Regions from separate parts of the Mus musculus genome. Here all the other regions are linked to region 3. Evidence: chromatin contacts called from public ChIA-PET, Hi-C, HiChIP or PLAC-seq and capture Hi-C data. All regions are on one chromosome and are shown on one strand. Each heading gives the region's core, a stretch centred on a gene start, on an enhancer-like site or on the middle of the called end of the contact. The rest is flanking DNA. Distances are from core to core; before and after follow the strand shown. Region 1 holds the start of 4930563J15Rik (RIKEN cDNA 4930563J15 gene). Region 2 has its middle 33 kb from the start of 1110002J07Rik. Region 3 holds the start of Nrbf2 (nuclear receptor binding factor 2). Region 4 has its middle 21 kb from the start of Gm32515. Region 5 has its middle 39 kb from the start of 4930563J15Rik. Region 6 has its middle 8.8 kb from the start of 1110002J07Rik.

What was found. A called contact is a pair of places that touch in the nucleus more often than the background predicts. ChIA-PET counts read pairs in DNA pulled down with a chosen protein or histone mark. HiChIP or PLAC-seq counts read pairs in DNA pulled down with a chosen protein or histone mark. Capture Hi-C pulls out chosen DNA fragments and counts their contacts.
Region 1: a capture Hi-C map of macrophages shows a contact between it and region 3, with 3 times the contacts expected there. The contact joins the promoter of 4930563J15Rik here to the promoter of Nrbf2 in region 3. A contact is called at or near these places in 1 of 39 promoter capture datasets (stem cell-derived epiblast-like cells), 1 of 484 Hi-C or Micro-C datasets (CD4 T cells), 3 of 115 datasets of contacts at active chromatin or transcription factors (bone marrow-derived macrophages, memory CD8 T cells and microglia) and 1 of 9 other capture datasets (macrophages).
Region 2: a contact with region 3 is called in a Hi-C map of B cells, with 21 read pairs. The contact joins the enhancer-like site here to the promoter of Nrbf2 in region 3. A contact is called at or near these places in 2 of 484 Hi-C or Micro-C datasets (B cells and embryonic stem cells) and 3 of 115 datasets of contacts at active chromatin or transcription factors (bone marrow-derived macrophages, effector CD8 T cells and memory CD8 T cells).
Region 4: a contact with region 3 is called in an RNA polymerase II ChIA-PET map of memory CD8 T cells, with 42 read pairs. The contact joins the enhancer-like site here to the promoter of Nrbf2 in region 3. A contact is called at or near these places in 1 of 39 promoter capture datasets (pre-B cells), 1 of 15 datasets of contacts at CTCF or cohesin (the NIH/3T3 cell line), 2 of 484 Hi-C or Micro-C datasets (both in CD4 T cells) and 4 of 115 datasets of contacts at active chromatin or transcription factors (double positive thymocytes, embryonic stem cells and memory CD8 T cells).
Region 5: an RNA polymerase II ChIA-PET map of memory CD8 T cells shows a contact between it and region 3, with 15 read pairs. The contact joins the enhancer-like site here to the promoter of Nrbf2 in region 3. A contact is called at or near these places in 1 of 15 datasets of contacts at CTCF or cohesin (the NIH/3T3 cell line) and 4 of 115 datasets of contacts at active chromatin or transcription factors (bone marrow-derived macrophages, embryonic stem cells, memory CD8 T cells and 1 more).
Region 6: a contact with region 3 is called in an H3K4me3 HiChIP or PLAC-seq map of bone marrow-derived macrophages, with 7 times the contacts expected there. The contact joins the enhancer-like site here to the promoter of Nrbf2 in region 3. A contact is called at or near these places in 5 of 39 promoter capture datasets (the C10 cell line, cranial neural crest, neural stem cells and 2 more), 2 of 15 datasets of contacts at CTCF or cohesin (CD8 T cells and the NIH/3T3 cell line), 8 of 484 Hi-C or Micro-C datasets (CD4 T cells, CD8 T cells, cardiomyocytes and 2 more), 19 of 115 datasets of contacts at active chromatin or transcription factors (the NIH/3T3 cell line, astrocytes, bone marrow-derived macrophages and 16 more) and 2 of 9 other capture datasets (adipose tissue and liver).

What each region holds. Positions count from the first base shown.
Region 1 is chr10:67,570,406-67,574,413 of GRCm38.p6, reverse strand. 4930563J15Rik (RIKEN cDNA 4930563J15 gene) reads left to right here and starts at 2,455. Exons shown (of 2, transcript NR_155444.1): 1 at 2,455-2,818. The region is part of intron 1 of Gm32364 (a long non-coding RNA gene); the gene reads right to left.
Region 2 is chr10:66,951,130-66,955,094 of GRCm38.p6, reverse strand. No RefSeq gene overlaps it. Among named protein-coding and RNA genes, the nearest start is that of 1110002J07Rik, 33 kb to the right of the region's middle. Within about 2 kb of position 1,639, at least 73 of the 459 cell types and tissues checked have an H3K27ac peak or open chromatin away from gene starts, as enhancers often do. A contact at or near this core is called in B cells, bone marrow-derived macrophages, effector CD8 T cells and 1 more, where this site is marked.
Region 3 is chr10:67,283,466-67,287,486 of GRCm38.p6, reverse strand. Nrbf2 (nuclear receptor binding factor 2) reads left to right here and starts at 2,206. Exons shown (of 4, transcript NM_001036293.2): 1 at 2,206-2,390. The coding sequence starts at 2,361. Gm46200 (a long non-coding RNA gene) reads right to left here and starts at 2,054. Exons shown (of 3, transcript XR_001779690.1): 1 at 1,967-2,054.
Region 4 is chr10:67,641,443-67,645,443 of GRCm38.p6, reverse strand. No RefSeq gene overlaps it. Among named protein-coding and RNA genes, the nearest start is that of Gm32515, 21 kb to the left of the region's middle. Within about 2 kb of position 1,618, at least 88 of the 459 cell types and tissues checked have an H3K27ac peak or open chromatin away from gene starts, as enhancers often do. A contact at or near this core is called in double positive thymocytes and memory CD8 T cells, where this site is marked.
Region 5 is chr10:67,608,722-67,612,680 of GRCm38.p6, reverse strand. No RefSeq gene overlaps it. Among named protein-coding and RNA genes, the nearest start is that of 4930563J15Rik, 39 kb to the right of the region's middle. Within about 2 kb of position 1,815, at least 58 of the 459 cell types and tissues checked have an H3K27ac peak or open chromatin away from gene starts, as enhancers often do. A contact at or near this core is called in the NIH/3T3 cell line, bone marrow-derived macrophages, memory CD8 T cells and 1 more, where this site is marked.
Region 6 is chr10:66,927,388-66,930,962 of GRCm38.p6, reverse strand. No RefSeq gene overlaps it. Among named protein-coding and RNA genes, the nearest start is that of 1110002J07Rik, 8.8 kb to the right of the region's middle. Within about 2 kb of position 2,207, at least 113 of the 459 cell types and tissues checked have an H3K27ac peak or open chromatin away from gene starts, as enhancers often do. A contact at or near this core is called in CD8 T cells, adipose tissue, bone marrow-derived macrophages and 4 more, where this site is marked.

The DNA.
Region 1 (4,008 bases), core at 1,206-3,705, 290 kb before region 3:
GTGTGTGTTCATGTGTGTGTGCATGTGTGTGGAATTGTGCACACTGCTGAGTATGTATGGCAGTCAGAGTTCAACTTACAGGAGTCAGTTTGTTCCTCCTAACCATGTGTGGCGGGGGAGGGGGGGAGAGGGAGAGGGAGAAAGCTAATAGTCTTCTAAAACATCAAACTTTAATCTCAAATTGCAAATAAAAAAAAAAAGTTAAAGGCAGTCACCTTCATGAGAACTCTCATCACAAAGCAGCCCCCACTGTTGGGCAGAAACTGTTTAGCCACACAATGCAACCACATATCAAACTTATTTTCTTTCATTTGCCAACAATGGTGGCATTTCGTCTTTGGGCTCATTCATGATGGACACTATTTCAATGTAATCAAATAAATCAAATTTAAATAGCAGGGCCTTTTGGAAAACAGAGACTCATCTCTCAATGCAATGAACAAATATTTGCATTACCTATTTATATTAAAATATGCAGCTATTTCCCAAGCATTCTGCCAACTTATAAATTTTTATAACTTCTTTGAATTGTTAACATTTTTTTAACACACTGCAGGATTTCAGCTTTGTGAAGGGCTCAATAACAATCTTTCTGGTCAGGAAAAAGGAAAGGACATTAGAATAAAGAATGCAGAATAAATAAAAACATAACAGTACAACCCGTACATCCACTCACACAAAGACAACGTTCATGGGCTGCGAGATGGGTTTGTCACAACACAATGTCCTTCATGTTGGATTCAGAACTGAAAGGAATTTCTCTAAGTTATTGAAGACTTTATGGCTAGGTTTCAGAAAGGGGAGGGGGAATCCACATCTATCCCAGTGTGACTTCTGTGCAATGCAAGTCCGGCACATTTTAAGGCCTGCTGGATAATGCTGCTATTCTTTCGAGAACTGTTAACAGCTGTAGCAACTGTTATGACCAGCTTCAAAACATGTCTGTAGTCGGTGCTCTCCAGACACTTAGCAATCCCAAAGCTATTCCTGGATCTGCTCGCACCACAGCGTGAACACAAAGTTTTGATTTATGCTGGAAACGAAACAACAAACTCCTGATCCTTCCTCTAAGTGGTCATTCAGATGACACGGACGGCATGTGCCTAGGGGAGGGGGTATACAGAATTCACAGAAACAAAAAGGAAGCAGGGAAATAAATGGAGGGCCACCCACAGTTACCTTAAGGAGAACCCACAGTTGCTAGCACAAAGCTCTGTGTTGGAATGACATCTTGGGGCCCACAAAAGGCTCTTATGCTCGGAGAGGGGCAGACTTTGGGAAGGGAGGTAGTCCAACCCCGGAGAGGTGCCTGTGGTGACATTAATCCAGCAAGATGCTACACAGGCAATAAGGCTACAGGTGGGGCATATGGTGGTGGTGGGCAATGCTCCAAGCTCCATCCCATTCCCACCTCCCCAACACAAGACAGGTACACCAAAAGTTCCAACTTCACTAAATCATGACAAACTAACCTAGAACTGACTGACATCCGTGAGAGGGAGTCTCAAGCCAACCATCACGGGTCCCATGCATCTAAGCAGTGTGGAGATGGAAATACCAGTGGGGCAAACAAGATCTGGATAAGCTCCCACCCCAAGAGTTAGTAATTCACGTGAACAGATCGCCCGTAGGACACTCAGGTCTCCTGTTCTCAAGTTAAAAAACCAAGAAGGTGGTGAATGTGTGTCTCTAGAAGATGAACCATACACTTGCCTCTCTGTGTGCTGCTGTGGAGAAAGGAAAGATGCCTCGGAAAGACTCATTTTGTCCCAGCCATTGAGAATCATCTTTCTGCACAGTATATAAGCATAGATGCAGGAAGAGGAAGGGCTCCAGCCTCTGACCTGAAGCTTTTGCATCTAGCTAGAATAGAAAATGCAAGAAGTTAGAAAATCAAGTGGAAGGTCCTCTGATGAACTGGCTCAGCAGGGAAGGGTGCTTGCCACCAAGCCTGATGACTTGAGTTGGAGCCTCAGGTCCCCCTGTGACAGAAGGGAACTGACTCCCAACCCCCTGACCTCCACAGATATGGCATGACATATACTCATGCATACACACACACACACACACACACACACACACACAGACACACACACAATAGCAACAATAAAGTAATAATAAATACTTAGATTAAACAATAAAGAAAATCAGGTGGATTCTAAAGGCCTAAGAGTGAGTAAGGATGGGGTCATCCGACTTGGTCCTGAGGCCCAGAAGCTATGGTCTAGCCACTCAGTCTCCATAGCTAAAGCATTACTGAGGAGGGAGGTGAAGAAAAGCTGTGGTACCCGTACAAGCTACTGTTCAGCGGGTCGCTGCCATTGTACCATCAATGCACTGAGATGCAAGAAATGGGAGAGCCAGCTTCAGTCACTTAAACAATGAGGCCATTCAGTGACCTCACACAGCCAGAATTCTGGACGTAGGTAGTGCTGGCCTTGGTCTCATGACTCAGAATCTTTATTCCTCCCAGTCTCCAGTATGAATACTTCCCCAGGCTTGGTACCTTAGGCTATCAAGAGAGGTATACTATAGCACCTGATATCATCTTGCAGTAGGAAGGGGGAAGTCCCGGAGAGACTTCTATCTTCTAACACTTTATCAGTTTGTCGTGAAGATAAGAATTTCCAGAAAACCCACATTCAGAGGACTTCTACCAATTGGCCAGAATGCCATGAGGGCACCACTATCAACAAGAAAGGTGTCGATCGGGCTCGGCTGATAGGCTGAAAGGAGATGATTACCTCAGCACTGAGCTGCCCCAAGCTTATCAGCAAGGGAGAGCAAAGGGTGGACAGACTGACGGACAGGCGGACGTGTAAGCTCAGAGGCAGTACTTCGTACTCAGTTGCCGTGTTCTCTGTCGATTGAAAGCTTAGGGTGTTTTGGTGTCTGTGGTCCCTGCTGCCACCCGCTGCTACAGGAAAGGAAACCTGTTCTGCAGTGATGCTGATGGCTGCGGACTCGTGACTGAGAATGAGGGACATTGAAGGCTTCTGTGATAACCTCCTCGCCTCACCCTAGCCCCGCCCCCCCCCAAAAAAAAGAAAAAGAAAAAAAAAAAGAAACGGTACAGACAGAAAGCTATTGAGCAGTCCTTACAAACTGGAATAACGATGCTAAGAGAATAGCTCTTCAGAGCTGATGGTTCTGGGCGGGGCGTGTTTACAGACCACGTGACCCAGTTTCTTTAAAGTGCTGGCTATTGGAGTTTGATCATGCGCCAGTGAGTATACAGGCAACACAAACTGGACTCCATGGGGGTTTTCTGTGGGGTGCCCAAATAATTGATAAAAACACTGTCTTGTGAGGAGAAGTTTTCTTTTCAAGCAGGGCATGGTCGTGCACAATTTTAATCTTAGCACTCAGGAGGCAGAGGCAGGCAGATCCCTGAGTTCCAGGCCAAGCTAGTCTGCAGTTTCAGGACAGACAGGCTAAACAGAAAAAAACCCATCTCAACGGGATTTTTTTTCTTTTAGTATTACAAATAACCCATAACTTCTGTACTGCAGGTAGGGTACAAAACAAAGAATCTTTTCTTCTGCAGTGTCTCAAAAGGCATGGGCTAGGCAGATGGCTCAGTCAGTAGGCACCTACCTCATGGTCATGAGGACCTGAGTTCAATAGCCCATGTCAAAACAGCCCAAATTCCTAGAGTGTACATGAAACCCAGAGTCAGGAAGGCAGAGATTGGCAGATCCCTGGAGTTCAATGATTAACTGTACCTGGCCTTCTTGGGCAGGTTTCAGGCCAACGAGAGATTTTTGTCTTAGAAACAAGGCAGATGGTGTCAGAGTAGTGACAACATATGTTGTCCTCTGGCCTCCACGCACGAACATGAACATGCATGAGCATGAACACATACCTCAAGCAGAAAACATTTGTAGCACTTATTAGTGATCAGAATAGGATGCCCGTGCACGGCCATTCACTGCAATTGTTGCTTAGCTGAACGTTGGCCTTGTTTACGATGTCCTCTGAGTTCAGCGAGATGCCCCTTTAAACCTC
Region 2 (3,965 bases), core at 390-2,889, 330 kb after region 3:
CAGCGGGTATGTGTGTGGGGGGTTATGGTAGCTTGATTGATAGAACTTGAGGCAGGTGGTCATGTGACATCTGCAGTCAGGAAAAGAGGTAAATGCTGATACTTGGGTCTCTTGGTCCTTTTATCTGGTCTGAGGCTCCAGCCAATGGAGTAGTACCATCCTTAACTTACCTAGAGTGGATTTGCCTATCTTAGTTAACCCAGTCTAGAAATTTCCTTAGAGGTTTGTCTTTTGGGTGACTGTAGATCTTGTGACATCGATTACCAATGTTAACTATCACTCTCCAGCTGGGTATATACCAAACATTGCGCAGAACCGGTGGCCTTGAGGATGAATCAGGAGAGGCCAGCAGGGACAGAATAAAGAAAATGCCCTGGCCCACAGCTGGAGAGGGTTGGTAAGATGTCAGCCAGATGTCCCTTCTTGTACTCTATACTGTTAGGAGGTGGCTTCATTACCCACCCAGAACACAGCCAGAGTCTGACTGCTCTCTTAAAATGAAAAGAAAAAGAAAAGAATCCCTGAACGGAGGCCACCAGATTGGATCAGTGTGACTCAAGAGATACATATGTCATGAACACTTTGAACTAAAAATGGCTGGCTGAGTACAGATTTGATTTCTACTTAGACCTCCTGAGTCAAGTGTGGACAAAGCTCTGATCTCTTCCCTTCCATTTGGGGGTCATCTGAGGACACTCATTTCTCACACAGGGACCTACTCATGACTGCCAACAAGACAGAGAAAAACAGAAGTACCCAGTGAGTATAAGCCTCATTCCTGACTGGTGGCCGACACCCAACCTAGCCTAGGGTTCCAATCCCAGTGACCCCAATGTTTCTCAGTAACACTTTTGCCCTGGCTGGCAGGCTGCCTCCCCAGAGGCTTCTGATAAAGACAAAGCCAGACAACGAGCCAGAGTCAGATTCAGAGAAGTTCCTCTTCCCTGGTTAACGTCATTTTTATTCAATTAAATCAATTGTTATAGTGCTCTTGCGTGTGCATGTGGGGCCTGGAGGTGGTGGTGAGAGACATTGGGGAAGGCACACATGCTAAGCTAAGCTGGTGCAAGTCAGAGACAAACTTCTAGAGTCAATTCCCTCCTATGGTTAGGTTAACCACAGGTTTTGGTAGCTGAACCCAGGTTGGCAGGGTTGGCAGCAAGTACCTACCTCTGATGAGCCTTCTTGCCAGTCCTACATTATTTTTGGGAAAACTGCCCGTGTTGCTATGGTTACTTTGACTCGATTATATTTTCAGCTACAAGGTATCCCATCTACTGTTTTCACTGTTGCTTTTTGATCTTTTTTTGCCCCCCCCCCCAGGTTGGGCCTTTAGGCTTCTTGATCCTTCTTTTTACTAACAAGCGCTTCTGTGAATATTTTTGTCCTGAGTTCCCTGTTAACATGGACTTTCATGGAGTTTCCCTTTGATGTTTATGCACAAAGAATTCCGCTGGGTGGTAACATTTAGACATGACAGTAAATATTTCAAATTTCCTTAAATAATTATCACTGCTGCTACCAGTGTGGAAAGTTCCCCCAGGCTGCAGATTCTTATCGATTACAGGTCCTGTCAGACTTGTTAACGTTGGCTAATCAAATGTGTGTAAAATCTGTCCTCCTGATTTTCAGTTTCGTTTGCCTGCGACCGCAGAGAGAGAAAACGCTGGCAATGCAGGTTTCCTGTTCTATGGCTTGTCTGCTCATAGTCTTGTCTGTTTTACCTCTAAAATGAAAGTATAACAGACAAGTTTTTTAAAAATAGCTTTTCTTCTTTTCTGACCTCAAATCTAAGCTAAGGTGAGTTGCTGCATATCTACATCTTTAACATTTGTTCCCCAATTCAAGTTACATAAATTTTAATAGCTAGACATGAAAGAAAATATAAAGCCTAAGGCATAAAAATAAGCATACATATCATAAATATATAATTTAATTGTCACCATCCCACCCAACTTAGCTTTTTAAAAATTAATTAATTAATCTATTTCTTTCTTTATTTACATCCCAAATGCTGCCCCTCTCCCTGTGTAGGCATGAATCTTAAGGAGATAGTTCAACAAATATTTATAAATGAATGTAATTATGTAGGCATGTGTCCTTTGATGTATTTTTAAAGGCAGTCCAATTAATAAGTGTTTCCTGGGGCTGGGTGCTTGCCTCGCCCCCACAAAGTCCTCTGTTTGATCCCTCAGGTACTCTTGTAATCCCAGCATTTGGGAGGTGGAGGCAGGAGGATAGGAAATTAGGATCACCCTTGACTATGTCACAAATCTGAGATTAGCTTGAGCTACAGCAGACCTTGCTCCAAATCAGTTGACAAATAAACCAAGCAAGCAAGCAATCGATAGAGCATTCCCTAATGTTTTTCGGCTGTGTTTTTGCTGAAGAACATGTCTGTATTCTAACAGCATAAACCCATTTTCTTACTTTCCTTCTAAACATTTAAAGTTTTAGCTCTTCTTAAAAAAGATTTATTTATTTGTTTTATGTATGTGAGTACACTGTAGCTGTCCTCAGACACACCAGAAAAGGGCATCAGATCCCATTACAGATGGCTGTGAGTCACCATGTGGTTGCTGGGAATTGAACTCAGAACCTCTGGAAGAGCGGTCAGTGCTCTTAACTGCTGAGCCATCTTTCCAGTCCTAAAGTTTCAGTTCTCTCTCTCTCTCTCTCTCTCTCTCTCTCTCTCTCTCTCTCTCTCTCTCTCTCTCTCTCTCTCTCTCTCTCTCTCTCTCTCCTTCGTTTTTAGAGACAGAGTCTTGTGTAGTCCTAATACCTCTTCCTCCGTGCTAGTATTATAAGCATCTATCCCCAAACCCTGAAAAGATTTAGCTGTTTACATATCACGACTGTGAGATTGTTTTGTGCAGGGAGGGGGGGTTGGGGTGGGGTGGGGTGGGGCAGAGAGTCCAAAGTAGCGTTCCACCTCGTTCCTTACAGATAACCATTCTTTAAAGCATCGTGGGAGCACACTGCTCACTACCTCTGACCTAACGCTCCACCTTCCTTTCTGAGTGGTCCTGGTGATTGACAGGCAAGGACTGTATCGCTGAGTTACATCTCTAACTCAGTCAATCACCTTCGTTCATCAAGACTGCGCACATGTGTGGGTCTTCTCTCTGGGCTCTAAAGGATACCCATGGATTTGTCTAGCTTAGCATGTGATGAAGAAAACGTATCTTTGTATCAGGTCCCTCCAGCCTCATGGCTGGGATACTTGGAACAAAAGACAAACGGACGTAAAACAAGCATACGCATTCACTTAATATGTTTGCCACACGCAGGGGCCTTTGGAGAAGACTGGAAGAAACAGCAACATTTCTCCATTAAAAAAAATTTTTTTTTTAGATTTATTTATTTATTGTGTGTGAGTGTTTTGTCTGCATGTACATGTGTGGACCATGTGAATGCCTGTGGAGATCAGAAGAGGGGATTGGATCCAGAGAGTTGCTATCCATGTGGTTGCTGGAAACCGGAAGTGGGCCTTCTGCAAAGAGCACCCAAGGCTGTTAACCACTAAGCCACCCCTCCAGCTGGAAGCCTCTGTATTTTAGTGCTCAGTAGATTCGACTTAGTCTTGCAGAAGTATGGCGAGACAGCGGGGGTACCATCCGATGCTACAGACTAAGGGAAATGTAGCAGGCTTGCTTGTTTGGATTTTTTTTTTCTCCTTCAAGACAGAGTTTCTCTGTGTAGTCATAACTGTTCTGAAACTCGTTCTGTACAACAGGCTGCTCTGCTTCTACTACCCGAGTGCTGGAATTAAAGGAGTACACCACCATATTCTGCTCTTGTTGAAGCTTCTGTGAGTGTCTATAAGATAAGGATGCTCCTTTCCTTTGGCTCCAAGGAAGACACGCAGGAAAGAAGGTGCAGTGCCCTACTTCAGGGGACAGTGGCTTTCCTGCTCCTGCAGCTTGGGAGTTGAGCGAGCTCATTAGCACCAATACCCATAGTTT
Region 3 (4,021 bases), core at 957-3,456:
CTTGGGAGAGTCTCAAATACCATGCCACCAGTCTATGTCACTGTTTCAGTTTCTTCTCTGTTGTTATGATAACACCTTGACCAAAAGCAATATTGTAGTGGGGGGGGGTGGGTTGGGGGGAGGTTGGTTGGTTTACAATCCCAGGTGGCAGTCCATCACTGAGAGAAGATGAGTCAGGAACTCAAGGCAGGGACTTCTTCAAGGTAGGTCTGCTTGCTATTCTCAACAGCATTACCTCTGATGGAGGAACTTACTTCACAGCCAAAGAAGCAGAGCAGAAACCATGGAGGGCACTGTTCTCTAAGCTGAGTATAATAATCTCATGGAGATTATTATAATAATCTCATGGAGGGCACTGTTCCCAAGCTGAGTATAATAATCTCAGCTAACACTTCTATACAGCTCAGGACCACCTGCCTAGGGATTATCCCATCCACTGGACCTGTGCCCTTCTACATTAGCTAAGACTCAAAACAATCCCTGCAGACTATCCACCAGCCAATCACATCCGGGAAATACCTTAATTGGGGCTCTCCACTTAGGTGACTCAGGCAGTGTCAGTTAAAGCTAATCAGGACAGCCATAGAACAAACTACCAGATACAATGGCTTGAGACAACACACATACTAAATAACAAATGCCATAGATCAGGAGTCTGGGCCTGGCCCGAATGGCTCCTTGTTTGCATCTTCCAAGCTTCAATCAAGGTAAGTAATTGGGGTCTGGTTAGTACCTGAAACCTTAGGGCCCACTTCACAACCCATGTGGCTTTTGAAATCATTTTAGATATATATGCTATATATTATTCATATTAAGTTATATATGTCATCTCTTCCTCCCCGTTTACAGATGTTGTACATTGCCTCTGCTCTTTCCTCGGCTGGCTTTTTAAGGTTTCATATTAAAAAAAAAAAATCACATCCCAGGGGGCTGGAGAGATGGCTCAGAGGTTAAGAGCACTGACTGCTCTTCCAGAGGTCCTTAGTTCAATTCCCAGCAACCACATGGTGGCTCACAACCATCTCTAATGGGATCTGATGCCCTCTTCTGGTCTGTCTGAAGACAGTGACTGTGTACTAAAATAAATTAAATAAATAAATCTTAAAAAAAAATCACACCCCAGGTGGGTTTCCTTTAACACCCAACCTGCGTCTCCACGTCCTCCAATATTACAAATTCTTAAAGGTACATTCATGTGGTTCTTTGAAGTTTTTTTCATTACAGAATTTGGTACTGTAAAACCTCCAGGTAAGGGGCTGGTGAGATGGCTCAGTGTGTAAGAGCACCCGACTGCTCTTCCAAAGGTCCGAAGTTCAAATCCCAGCAACCACATGGTGGCTCACAACCATCCGTAATGAGATCTGACGCCCTCTTCTGGAGTGTCTAAAGACAGCTACAGTGTACTTATATATAATAAAAATAAATAAATCTTTAAAAAAAAAAAAAAAAAAAAAAAACCTCCAGGTAAGCCCGGTTTCCTTCACACAATATGTTAGTTGTTCTCTCAGCTCCTCTCCATCTCCCTTTCTCCATAAACCATATCTACTTGCCAGTGGGTGCGGAAACAGAAAGACCTTAGCACAGTGATTTAGTACATAGTTGTTGAAGAACGGTTATACTTGGTGGCTTATAATCCTTCTTGCTTTAGAATTAGTTTGTGACCCTGGGGTCACTTATCTCTGTCAAATCCTCTCGGTGGAGTGGAGGTATGGTGGCACCTGCTCATATGCTCGACACAAGACTGCCACATGTACAAGATCTGGGCCACAGACTCTCTGCCAAAAGGCAAAAAATATGGAAACCTCCTGTAAGGCGGATCTAGTGCAGGGTGTTAACTTGGCTCAAATTTGCTTTTTAAAAAAAAGTCAACGGAGATAGAACAGAAACGGAGAAGGAGGGGTGAGGTACAAGGAGAGGACCTGAGAAAGCCTACGGGAAGGAAGAAAGGTCAAGCGTGCAGAGTGACCTTATTAACCAACTAGCCAGACCCGGCTCATCACGTGACAGCCGCCGCCGAAGTCTAGCAGAGCTCCCTCTCGCGAGGAGAGGGGCGGTTTTTGTCACTTAGCTGCTGCCCCGCCCCTAGCCCCGCCCACCCCATGCTCTCACCCCAGCCGCGCCCCCTGCCTCGCGCCGGCGCGTGGCGACGTCACGCCGCCGCGCGCAGCGACGCCGGGACGGCCCCCCGCGACGCGACGTCGGAGGCGGAAGTGGCGCGGCTGTCGCTCTTGGGCTCTCACTGCCGGCTCCGGGTTCTGCGAGGAGCCTCCTGCCAGCCGCCGCGTCTCCCTGCCCTCGCTGCCCCTCCATGTGCCCGGGCGCCGCCGCTCCGCCTCGGGCCGCTGCTCACCCCGGGGTTTATGGAAGTGATGGAAGGACCCCTCAACCTTGTGAGTGGTCGCGGGCTGAGTCGGGGACCGGTAGGCTGCGGGGAAACGCGGGCTGAGGGGGTCAAGCGGCACTGAAGGGGGAGCCGCGAGCTCATGGAGGGGACCCTGATCCCCGGGGCTCAGGCCTCTCCCTCGGGGCCCGTGGCATCTGCCCTGCTGGGACCGCGTCCCAGCGCCACGTAGCCGCCGCCTGCAGGCCGCGGGCAGAGTCGGGGTGTCGGGGCCGCGCCTCGCACACCGCACCCCCTCTTCCCTGCTGCCCTCGCAGCTGGGCTAGCGAAGGCCCCTCTGAAACAGCTGGATCGGAACCCCAGTCCACGCCCCGCAGCCCGGTGCCTTTGCTTTAAGGCTCACGAAAGTACCAGACGTGTTTGCCTTTCTCAGAAACACATACAGAGAGACACACAGGGGGCCGGGTCATTATTGTTTGGGGCAAAAAGGAACACACACACACACACCGCCCCAAACAACCCCACAAAACCCCAAACCTCCCACAGTTCTGTTCTAAGTGTGATCACAGGACATCTTCGGGTTTCCTGGGAAAAGGTTCATGAAATTCAGATGCAGACGTCTGGTTCCTTAGTGTTGCGGAGTAAAACTTTGCAAGTCCCAAGTCTGTAGGTGGTTTGCGATGATGCGGAGGGATTGAGAGCAGGACCGGGAAAGATTGATTGCTTCCTTTGGAACTCTGCCCTCCCTCCCGGCTTGGAAGAGCCTGGTCCGTGCTGTGCAGAGAAGCCAGAGTCTGTGGTTTCAGACTATGGATTTCTGGAGCCAAACTCCTGGATTTGAACTCGGGCTTAGTCACCTAATAGCCTCAAGAGACCTTGAACAAAAATTTTCACTTCATTGTTTTTTTTTGTTTTTGTTTTAACCCTCGTTCGTTGTGAGGATTAAAGGACTGAATAGATAAGAGACACGTAGAACTGTACGTTATGGATGGAACATTGGAAGAGTTAGTTGCTCCAGTGAGACCGTAGCCCCTGTCACTTAATGAGATTTGGGAGTGTTGAGCGTCAACGCTGGAGAGTGAACACCTAAAGCTATGGTTCCATCCCTGGCGCCAGGTTTGCAGCTCCGAGAAATCTACCCAAGAGTTACTAATTTAGACCCTGCGTCCGTTTCTAAGTGGATTACACTTCAGGCTAATGAGGCTACACTGGTGAGTTTTGGGGAGCTAGGGAAATAACCTCGCGCCTCTCTTGTTTGTAAGAGAATTTGTGTGGCCAACTATAGTTTGTAGTGAAGTATGGGTGGCTCACCAGGGAAACTCCACAGGAATATTATTAGTCGTAGCCAGCTGTTTACCGAGTGCTTCAAAGTTCAAGTGTCCTTGCCGAACGATCACTGGTTCACTTCCAGTTAGCTTCACTTGATTTGGCAGCAGGGTGTAGCCTAACCCTGGCTACCTGCTCCACAAGCGTATTCGGTGTTCCCTATGAGAACACTGAAACTGGGGCAGTGGAAGTTGGAGTACCAATCCCTCAGTCTGGGATAAAGGAGGCAGCTGGTGGCAATGGGACTTTTATTTAGCTACTGTGTGTTTGAGCCATGCTAGCTCCAAGCTCACTGTCGCCCAGGCTGGTCATGAGCTTAGCTTTCTAAATGCTGGGATTCCAGGCCCTGCTGAG
Region 4 (4,001 bases), core at 369-2,868, 360 kb before region 3:
CACAGCAACTCCAAATCCAAATATTTTTGTGCAGCAGGCTAGATGGGCCCAGTAGGAAAAGCTAGCCAAGCTGTATGGTACATGCCTCTAATCCCAGCATCTGGCAAGCAGAGGCCGACAGATCTCTGAGTTCGAAGCCAACCCAGTCTACAGAGCAAGTTCCAGGACAGCCAAGGCTACGTAGAGAAAGTCTGATTCTTAAAAGAAAAAAAGAAAAGAAAAGGAAAAGGCTATGCACTGACCACCGTGGGCTTCTCACCAGTGTGGGTCTGGATGAATCAGTTGAAAATGAGCTCCCATGGGACCTCTCAAAGGTACAGACTTGTCAAATGAAGCACTATGATAGGAAAAAAGTGAGGACAAGCCATGTCGTCCTCAGTTAACCAACAGGGGCACAGATTCCACTCTTGAGTCAGCCTGGGAGCCACCAGCACTTGCTGTCCTGTGAACACTGGCACACCAGTATGTGGTACCCTGGGCTTCCTGCATGCCAGTAGGGAGAGAAGGATAACCCACCTTTTTGCCCTTTCTCTATTTTTTGTTTGTTGGTTTGTTGTTTGTTTTGTTTTGTTGTTTTTTTTAATGTGGGCAGTAGCATTGTCTTAAGGCTCTAGCTATTCGACTGGGTGCCTCTATTGTTTGGAATGTGACCCACAGGGTTAGGGAAGGGCTTCTGCCATGTCCCAAGTTAAGGTGGCAGCCACAGAAATGCAGAAACAAAGCAAATAGTTCTGGGGTTCTCTGATGATGTCCTGACCCCAGCTATCTCTTTTCTCTCTGTGTAAAGAACCCTGGTTACTTGTAGCTACCACTCCTCTTCACAGTCAAACGCTTTGTTAAACTCAGAAATGATAACTCTTTTTCCTTAGCTGGTGGGAGAGGCTGATGCAGAGTCTCATGTTCTGACTTATCTGTGATGGTTGGTTAGTGGCCTGTGGGGGTGGGGAGGGAAAAAGCTTTGGAAAGGTTCCTGTGTAAACAAACAAAGTAACAAGATATACCCAAGAGAAAGCAAGTATCTTTTTCTTCTACTGCAAACAATCCAGGAAGGAAGTGACACCCTGAACTGTCACAGGCTTTTGCTTGCCAGACACTTCCCCCAAGGAGGAGGGGGAGGGGGAGGGGAGAGGGAGGGGAGGGGAGGGGAGGGGGAGGGGAGAGGGAGAGGAGGGGAGGGGGAGGGGGAGGGGAGGGAGAGGGGAGGGGAGGGGAGGGGGAGGGGAGGGAGAGGGGAGGGGAGGGGAGGGGCAGGGGAGGGGAGGGGAGGGGGGAGGGGAGGAAGAGGGGAGGGGGGAGGGGAGGAAGAGGGGAGGGGAAGAGGAGGACAGATACAATGATGGAAAAGATTCTGAAGTCATCAGCATGCTGGCAACCTGGAGCTGTCCCATTAGGGTATTTGTTCGACTGTGCAGGATAATGTATTCCTCTCATTTGTCAGCAAGAGTTTGGTAGAGAAAATACTAGCAGAGTGTCCTGTGGAGGAGGCTGCAACCAGTACTCCATCTGTCGAGTGTGTGGAGAGCCCTTAGCTGTGTCTTCTTCGCCCTTGCCCTGAGCAAGGAGCCTCGAAGTGAAAGCAGCAGTTTCTGGTGACCTAGTTCATGTCTCCGAGAAGTTGCAGAAGTGTCCTCCCAGCAAAACAAGGCAGCTGAACCACGGCAACCAACCGTACAAGCTAAGTTCAGAGATTTGAGCTAAAACTGCTGCCTCATCTGCAAATCATCAAACCCACAAGAAAGGATACAGTTTAGCATTGTTCTGTGAATTTCCTAGCCTTGTTCATTGATCGAATCACAACCAAATGCTCGGTAGCCTCTTGCACATCAGATGCTTTAAGGAGAGCAGCAGAGATACCCCCGTCCACTATGAAGGCCTCCTTACATGACACTTGTGCCTTATAGATGCTGGGGAAGGGGAGTGGTTTGTAATGGGGGTCCCAGCAGCTGTTTCTGAAATCTTAAAATTTTTCACTTAGAGATAATTAGAAGATTCTTAATTAGCAACTCTTCCATCCAGTGGTTTAGACAATGGGGGTTTCCATGTCCACTGCAACACCTTTCTCTTTATCTCACCTTAAGAAAACAATCGATTAAAAATGTTATTGATGAGGATCTTCCACTCACTGGCCTGCTAACCTCAAGACAAGGCGACATCAGCAAAGGTGACACTGCATGGAGTCTCATTTCTCTTAACACCAACTTCCTTTGGGACTAGAGCAATTCCTGGCCTTTGAGATTTGTTTCCTTCTATATGATCTATTTTTCTTAACTATGTGTATGTGGAGGTAGGGATATGCAGGTTCCCTGAGAAGATGCCAGGTGCCCTTGAATCAAGAGTTCCAGATGGTTGAGCCTCTCTGCATATCTGCTGGGCACGGAACTTGGGTCCTCTTAAAGAAAGAGAAGATCTCTCGTCTGCCTAGTCCTTTCTCCATCCCCTTCTCCTGAATCAAATAAAGTTGAGTTAGACCATCATTTCTCAACCTCAGCATTTCCAATATTTTGGACCAGAAAACTCTGTTTGCAGCATCCCTGGCCTCTAGCCAGTAACATTCCTTCATTTTGTTGTGACCAAACATGTTTCCATACTTTGCCAAAAAATCCTACCCAGGGGAGGGGGGGCGGGGGGTAAATCACTCCATCTGAGAACCATTGAATAGGTCAGGACTTATGAATGTCAAGACACATCCAGCAGTTACGTACATGAGAGATGTAAACCATTTAAGGAAGTAAGCAAATTTAAGAATTAAGTATCATCTCCCGTGAACTTTGGCCATACCTCATGTGATTACATATATGTTCATATGTATGCAGGCACTAGCAATGGGAAAACCTCAGCTGTTGGTTCTCAGATACTAGAAGACAGTCTCTCATTGGCCTCGAACTTGCCAAGTTAGATACTCTGGGTTGTCAGTGAACCCCAGGGATCTGCCTGCCACTGCCTCCTCGAGTGCTGGGATTCCAAGTGCATACAACTAGCTTCCCTATGTGGATCCTGGAAATGCAGTGCACTTTCCTAGCTGAGCCATCTCTCCAGCCCTCTCTCTATGCCTTACACTTGTTCAGGAGAAAGCAGTGATTCCATGGTTATGTAAAACCCCTTGGCTCACATAAAAATAAAATAAAATAAATAAAAAGCTGACAAATCACTTCTTGCTGCAGCCAGAGAAGTGAGCTCTGAACTTGTGTGGTCCAGGTTCAAATTTCAGGTCTGCCTCGTAACAACTTTAGTACTAGGGTAGCTCTTTAATAGGTCTTGCTTTTCCTGTCTACAATGTAACAGTAATGCACTTTGTAAGATTATGTCAGACTTACACAACACACCACCCACAAGACACCCAGGAAAGTGCACACAGTAGGTACTCAATAAATAGCACAGGTTTTTATCCCAAAGCTATAAAAACACTACAAATCAGACTAAAAACATCTATGAGCTAGATTGAGCCAGTGGGATAGTCACAACTCTGGACCACGGGGTGGTGTCTTAGTTAGGGTTTTACTGCTGTGAATAGACACCATGACCAAGGCAAGTCTTATAAAAAACAACATTTAATTGGGGCTAGCTTACAGGTTCAGAGGTTCAGTCCATTATCATCAAGGTGGGAGCATGGCAGCATCCAGGCTGTCATGGCGCAGGCAGAGCTGAGAGTTCTATGTCTTCATACAAAGGCGGCTAGTGGAAGACTGACTTCTAGGCAAGTAGGGTGAGGATCTTATGCCCACACCCACAGTGATACACCCATTCCAACCAGGTCACACCTATTCCAACAAGGCCACACCTTCAGATTGTGCCACTCCCTGGTCCAAGGATATACAAACTATATCCAGGTGGCAAGAGTCCTTTCAAGTTTTCTAAGGTTTCCCAAGTCTAGTTTATAAACCCAGGACACTGTTTGCTTCTTACTAATTGATATAAACTAGTTGAAGAGCTAGAACTCTGACACTAGCCAAGACCAGGGAGTCAGACTAGACTCGTGAGTAAACACCAGTGACAAACTGTGT
Region 5 (3,959 bases), core at 566-3,065, 330 kb before region 3:
GTATACGTGTGCAAAGGGGTGTTTGGGTTGCACACCAAGGGAGGAGGCGAGTCACCGAATCTTAGGAAACAGACATCAATCTGACAATTGCCTATATGCTGTAATTTACCAAGTCTCACATCTGCCAGCAATATATGGGAATACTGTTCTACTTTCCAAAACTTGGTATTATCAGATATATCGTCTTGCCAGCCCAAAAAGTGCAAAATCACATCATGCTATGATTTTAATTTTAATTTGTCTTGATATTGAGAGCAATTTGTGCTCCCTTTTCTGTGCTGCCCCGCCTGCCCCCCCTCTTGTGTCAAGAGAACCTCTTGTGTACTGTGTGGAAGTATCACCTGTCAATAAAAACCTGATGGCCAATGGGCTGAGGTGGGATTAGAAGGTGGGGCATCCAGCAGAGAGAGAGAGAGAGAGAGAGAGAGAGAGAGAGAGAGAGAGAGAAGAACCCTTGGAGATTCTGCCACCCAGACTCCGAGGAGTCAGACTCTGAAACTGAGGGGAGGTAACTAGCCTTGTAGTAGACATACAATAGAATAAAAGGGTTACATAAGTCAGGAGCTAGTCAGGCAACAAGCTCAAGTTTATGGCCTAGGCTTTTATTTATAAATAATTAAGTCTCAGAGTCCTTATTCAGGAACTAAGGCAAGAGTAGAAGAGACTGTACTTACACCCCTGTGTATTTGATTTGCTTGTTTTTCTTGGATTTTCTTCTCCTATTGATGTGTAAGATATAAAATGCTGTTTTGAGTTCTCTGCCAGTAACAAGCATTGTAAATATCTTTCTTTAGCCTGAAGCTTATGCTTTAACTCCATGGAATCTTTGCAGGAAGCAAATGCATTATTTCAGGTTGCATAAAAAGTCTATAAACTTCTTTGTGAGTCCAGCTCCTTTTGTTGAATGGTGTTCTCCATGTACTTATGCTGCCTTTCTCAGTTTAGGCCCCAATGCTATCCAGGGCTTGGTACACACTGTGAAACAACTCTTCTCTTCTCCCATAGCCCCAAACCCCAAAGCTTAAGAGAGTCCATCCTTTCTTCACAGAGTAAGACCAGCATCCCGTGTAGTCACGGGTATATTGCTGTAGCCTTTCTGTCTCTGTGTCTCTCTCAGCACCAATGACTTTCAGGAGAGTCCCCATCCATGTCTAGAAAGGCATCATTCTTTGGCTAACGCTGAAGCCTGCACTCTGAAACAGTGCCAGTGTGGTCCCCATAGCTTGCCTGGATTCCTTCCGGCCTGTCAGCCAGAAGATCCAGAAAACAGGGGCCTCCAGAACAGCAAGAGGGAGACAGAGGTGTGCAGAAAGACCCTCAAACAGGAAACAAAAAATGTTATTTCCAATTATTCCATTTTCTTTCTAGTCTTAGCTCTAAAAGTATGTAGATTTGTTCAAGACTCAACTGCTTCAATACAAAAATGTGTCTTCATAGGAATTCTCTACTAACCAGAAGAAGAGCCAGCCTTTATTGGCATATAACTACTTGTTAACCAATTGTGCCTTATTAGGCTGTATGTACTATGTCATTTCCTTAAAAATAGAGATGGGGGGTGGAAAATGAAGGTGAGGAAGTAAAGTGATTTGTCCGAGGTCACAGCTAAATACTGGCAAAAGCCGTTTCCTCATAACTAGTACCCATTACCTTCCATGCTATAGGATGTACCACTCCGGAGTAATGTCCACACTGATAGGAGAGACAGTGAATCTTGCTTTACCACTACATTTCAACACGGGCCAGCACATTGCCAGGCACACAATAGGCTCTCTGTCAATATCTGTAGACTAGGAGGATGAGGCGCATGCCAACTGTGGGCTCTGTGGTTTGTGAGTCATGAAAGGTCTGAGTGGTTTATTTAGCTGTTGAGCAGAGAAGCACCTTCACCTCGCTTCCTCTGAAAGCCACGCCAAGCCTCTCTGCCTCTTAGCTTCAGGTGATGGACTGGGTTTTGCACTGACTGCTGTATAGCCTCTCAAAATGTCCCTGTAGGATTGAGGTTGGTGAGGCAAGGCTCACCGGGCTTAGTGTCTGCAGCATGTCCAGCCCCTAGAGCCATCGACCTCTTACGTCCCAGATATTTCAGTATCTGGGCTTTTGCTTTTTCCGAGAGCCACCAGCAGCAGCCCTCCCTCCTCATGAGGCCGTGGTGCTAAATCTGAAAATTGTTTTGTTGCTCAGCTCCACAGAGATTACTGCTGCTATGGGGATTCCCAGACAGCCCAGAGCCCCTTGCTGATGAGTGGAGTTCCCCGTCATGAGAAGTGAATGGGTCATGGAACTCACTGGTCTCTGGTGGGCTGTCTGCATCATGACATCTTACCCAAAGAATTGTTGGGCTATTTGAGGGAATAAGAAGGAATGATATGCAAGGGAGGAGGTTATACTGTGTTGGGTGCTGGTTGAGGGAGGAATGTGTCTCTCCTTAGACCTCACAGTTTTAAATGGACTGATCAATAAAGGTCTCCTGGCAGGCTGACCTAATCTACAGCCTCTTGGGATAAAAGAGTTTATCCTCTCTGAATCAAGGTCAGCCTCAAAGCTACTCAGGCCCTACAATAGCTCTACTCCATCAAGAAGGTAAATAAATTGCCATCTAAGAAACAACCCCAATGTGCCTTACATTCAACTCATATTATCTGCCATGGTCTTGACTTTGGCCTTGGCAACCATTATTGCTATGGACACTGATCTGAATTCTAATATGGCCACAAATTCTTAGAAGGTCTGTAGAATCCCATGCTTCTAGAACACCCCTTACCACCAGTCTTTATTGGAGTCTTTACTGTGCATTTCCCATTATCTCTAGAAACATTACCTTGTTGAGTCTTCACATGACTTGGCCTACAACCCTGTGGTCTCTTTCCATAACCCATTCAGGAGTGCAACAAGAAATGCCTAACCATGACTAGGTTCCAGACACTGATCTAGGCATTAGGATTATGTGACCAATAAGTGAAGTCCTTACTGTCAAAGCATAGCATTCAGGAGGTGAGAAAGGGAATCCACACCTAGATAAGGAGCGATTAACATCACCCCTGGACATGGTAAACTGCCCTCTGAAGACAAGGCAAAGTGAGGTCAGAGCAAGCTTTACCTCCAACAAAGGAATCAAAGAGATAGGCAGCATTCAAGGGAGAGTTAACGAGCATTGGAGGACATGGTGTGATGACCTAAGGTGAGAACATTGTGGAAAACAGGCATGGTGAAGTGTGTGAGTGTCCATTTGTGCTGGAAGACAAATGGAGGGCTTAAGGCAGAGAGATGGTATACCCAACTTGTCTTCTTAACCTGCTGAGAAGAAAGATTCCAGGAGTCTGGAGTAAAAACCCAGCTCATGACAGAAGTCTATGAAAACCCGACATAGTTGGACCGACAGGAGAGGGCAATGTGAGCGGGGATCCTGTTCAGAGCATGTTGTTCTGGGAACTACTGCTAAATTATATAAGTATGTGATGGAAAATGGCAGATCAAGGGCAATCGACTGCTCAGGCATTTTCAGAGAAGATGGGAGTGGGCAAGCCACCGTCTGAAGACATGTTCTACAGAGAACAAGCCTCTGGTCCCATCAGTACTCAGTGGGGTTCCAGAGAATGTCAGCTGGCACCACACCCAAGTTAGAGACATGAACATAGGAAGGGATACAGGCCCGTGCGGTCACTCCTTGTAAACTGACCCACAACAGTAAACTTAAAGGACAGCATGTGCCAGACCCCCTGGATACCCATTACGTTTAATAATGGATTGAAATCAGAATGGGCTCTTTGGAAGACCTGGCAGAAATTGTCCATGTACATTCCTCTCCTCTCCTCCCAAATCCAAGTCACAGGCTCACTGATGATCACCAGTGTCATTAAAACGATCAGTCATCCTCAGAGGTGCTTGGCATTCTAGCTTCTGATGTATTTTAAAAGTGTCCTTCTTCTACATCAAGTGAAACCTTCAGGCATCCTTTGTCA
Region 6 (3,575 bases), core at 958-3,457, 360 kb after region 3:
CTTAAGCTTGCCTCCCTTTGGAACGTTCTAGTTTCCTTCCCCTTCCTTCCTCCCCACTTCCGCTTACTCCCCTGCTTCAACTTTCCCTGCTGTCATTAGTCAGAACGCTGTGGCTTTACTGGGGAAAGCCTCAACTCTTCTTCAGCTGGCTCCCAGCCTCGGTGGTGGCTTAAACTCCTCAAGGCAAGGATTAGTTCAGCACAAGAGTCTTTCTTTCAAGCCTCCAAGGTCCACAGAGGAAGCGATCCCTGCCTGAGCGCAATGCTGAGAACTCAGAGCCGCTGTTAAGCTTCGTCACGTGTGATCAAGGGTTTGAATTATTGGCTTAGTGACTTTGCAGTTAAAGATTTCTTGAGGTTAATGACTGTGCCCTGCGGTACTGAGAACACAGTGTTCCTGTGTATTAGGTATTGTGGGTTAGGACTGAGATTGTCTATGAATTGATAAAGATAAAGTTCTACTTCCTCTTGGCTGGGGATAAGTTAATATAAAGTCCCTCGGCTTCATTTTTGTGAAGTTTCATCGTGATTTGTTTTGTTTTCGTGTTTTCGTTTTTGTTTTTCCGACACAGGGTTTCTGTGTAACCCTGGCTGGCCTGGAACTTGCTCTTTAGACCAGGCTGGTCTTGAACTCAGAGATCCTCCTGCCTCTGCCCCGCAAGTGCTGGGATTACAGATGTTCACAATCACTCCTTATTTTTATGTTTTTTTAAAAGGAATTTTGGTGGCTTGTTCATTTGCATCATAGACTCTGTGAGGACAGAAACAACATTTCCCATTTTGACGTAAGCATCCAGCATGTCATCTGGCATACATCCAATGATCAGCACATGTTTGGTGGCCAGAACTCTCATGGAGACACTGGGAACGAGCTATATACAATGTTACTAAGCGCCGGGGTGGCTCACGCCTTTAATCCCAGCACTTGGGAGGCAGAGGCAGGCAGATTTCTGAGTTTGAGGCCAGCCTGGTCTACAAAGTGAGTTCCAAGACAGCCAGGGCTATACAGACAAACCCTGTCTCAAAAAACAAAGCAAAAAACCAAAAAACAATGTTACTAAGCTTTAAAAACTAGTTTGGGTGGCCTACAGAGAAGGATGGCTCAGTGGTTAAGAGTGCTTGAACCCAAGTCGGGTTCCCAGCCTCCCTATCAGAGGGTTTACAACTGCCTGTGTCTCCAGCTCCATAGGATCTGATACCCTCTTCTCACCTTTGAGGGGATCTGCACACACGGCATATACAGACATACTTAAATAAAAAGTTGTTTTTTTTTAAATTAAATTGGTTTAAAAAAATTAAATTGGTTTTGATATTTTGCTTTGCTTTCTTTCTTTCTCTCTTTCTTCTTTTCTTTCTTTCTTTCTTTCTTTCTTTCTTTCTTTCTTTCTTTCTTTCTTTCTTTCTTTCTCTCTCTCTCTCTCTTTCTTTCTTTCCTTCTTCTTTTCTCTCTTTCTTTTTCTGAAGTCTTGTGTAGCTCAAGTTGGACTCCTTATGTGTAAACAGCTGACACTGAACTCCTGATGTCCCAATTTCTATGCTCCCAGATGCTGAGACCACAGCTGTGCACCACCATACCTGCAGGCTTTTGTCTGTATTTACAGAAAAAGCATTTCTGCTTCTAAGTGCTGTGTTTAGATAGCACAAAACAAACAAACAAACAAACAACACCCCCCCCCAATTAAAAAAACCCTAACCCTAACTAAAAAACTAAAAACCCTCTAGGAATCTAGCTCTCAGAGATTGCGAATCCAGGTGCTTATCAGGATCAAGTAAGTAAGATGAAATTAACCTAAGTCAAACGGTGATAGACAGTGGAGACCTGAAAAAAAATACTGGAGAGAAATTTCAGTGTTCTCTCCAAAAGGGACAGCTGATGTTCTGAAGTTGTGTCTTAACTGATTTTTATTACATGAGAGGGTGGCCCAGTCATGTCAGACGCTATGGGTGTTTGTGTGCCTGTCTTCCATATTTGTAACTTGGGTTGCCAGATGAGAGACTCTGGCCAACTGTCAACACATTAAAAGAATCCACTTCAGACTTCAGTCTAGGCACTGAGGACTCTTACCAGCTCTGTTCAAAGCTCTTTCACAGCTTGGGGTCTCTGACTTAGTCTGACTTCCTTCCAATTTGCCTTTTACCAGGCAGCTTCTCTGCTGTACTGTTTACTCAGAGAGGTAACCACAGGGCAAACAGGAGAGCTGCTATCAGGCCCTGCACTTTGACTTTTTGTTGACCAAAGTCCTTATGGCCTTTCAGATTTGTGTCAACAGTGTCCAGTATAACATGACTGATGATAGATAGATAGATAATCAACCAAGTATCCCCCCATCCCTATAGAGCACAGAGGCCTCAAAGATAATAGCCACTTGAGTGTTTAGACACGATGTGCCTAGAAAGCGTACCACACTGGTATCAAGGCTGAGCCTACATTCTGCAGGCAAAAGAACCAGTCAGTTCCAGACATCGAAACCCTTGTGTGCTTGGCAGGGTGTAATAGCTCCAGTGCAGCCACTTGAGTTTTAGGAGACCTACTTCAATTTGCAGTTGATTTGATCTCAAGGGGAGGTAATGGAAGTAGTAAATGACTCATTTTCCAGAGAGATGGAGCTAGGATCGGCTCTTGGCTCCGAAGGACGTGAGTCAGGTTAGTCCTGACTAAGTCTCCAGTGTGATACACAGTGACTCACTTCCCCATGTGATGTCATGTTTGTTCCTTGTAAGACTTGACCCCCCCCTCATTGTTTTGGGGGTGTTAAGAGTTCTTTTTTAAAAGAAGGAAAATATTGTAGATGAACTATTCTGAGTAAAATCAGACTAATAAAGAAAGCCTTGTTATTTTTTTTTTGTCATAATGAACTTCAAGGACTAAATACATTCTGAATGGATCGTTATTCTTGTTTATTAGGTTTATTAATTTACAAATAGCCTAGTTATTAACTCACATTTGATTGAAAACATGTTATATGTAAAAGAAAAAATGATTCTACAGATATTCAGTCTTTGAGGAGGAATATTATTTTTTGAGATTCCCCCCCCCCTTGGGTACCAACCAACCCACCCTGCCATATCAAGTCACTGCAGGACTAGGTACATCCTCTACCACCGAAGCCAGACAAGACAGCCTGATTAGGAGAACAGGATCCACAAGCAAGCAGTGGAGTTAGAAACAGCTCCTTGCTCCCCACCCCTGCTCCCTCCTCCAGTTGTTGGGGGACCCTCATGAAGCCCAAACTGCACATCTGCTATAAATGTTGGGGAGAAGGCTAGGTCCAGCCCATGTATGTTCTTTGGTTGGTCGTTCAGTCTCTGGGAACCCCCAAGGTTCCAGAGTAGTTGACTCTGTTGGTCTTCTTATGGAGTCCTGAACCCTTCCTGGTCGCTCAATCCTTCCCCTAACTCTTCCACAAGGCTCCCTGAGCTCTGTCTAATGTTTGGTTGTGGGTCTCTGGGTCTCTGCATCTATTTCAGTCAGCTGCTGACTCTGGAGCCTCTCAGAAGACAGCCATGCTTGACTCCTGTCTGCAAGCCTGGCAGAGTATCATAATAGTGTCAGGGATTGTTTTTTGCCCAGGGGAT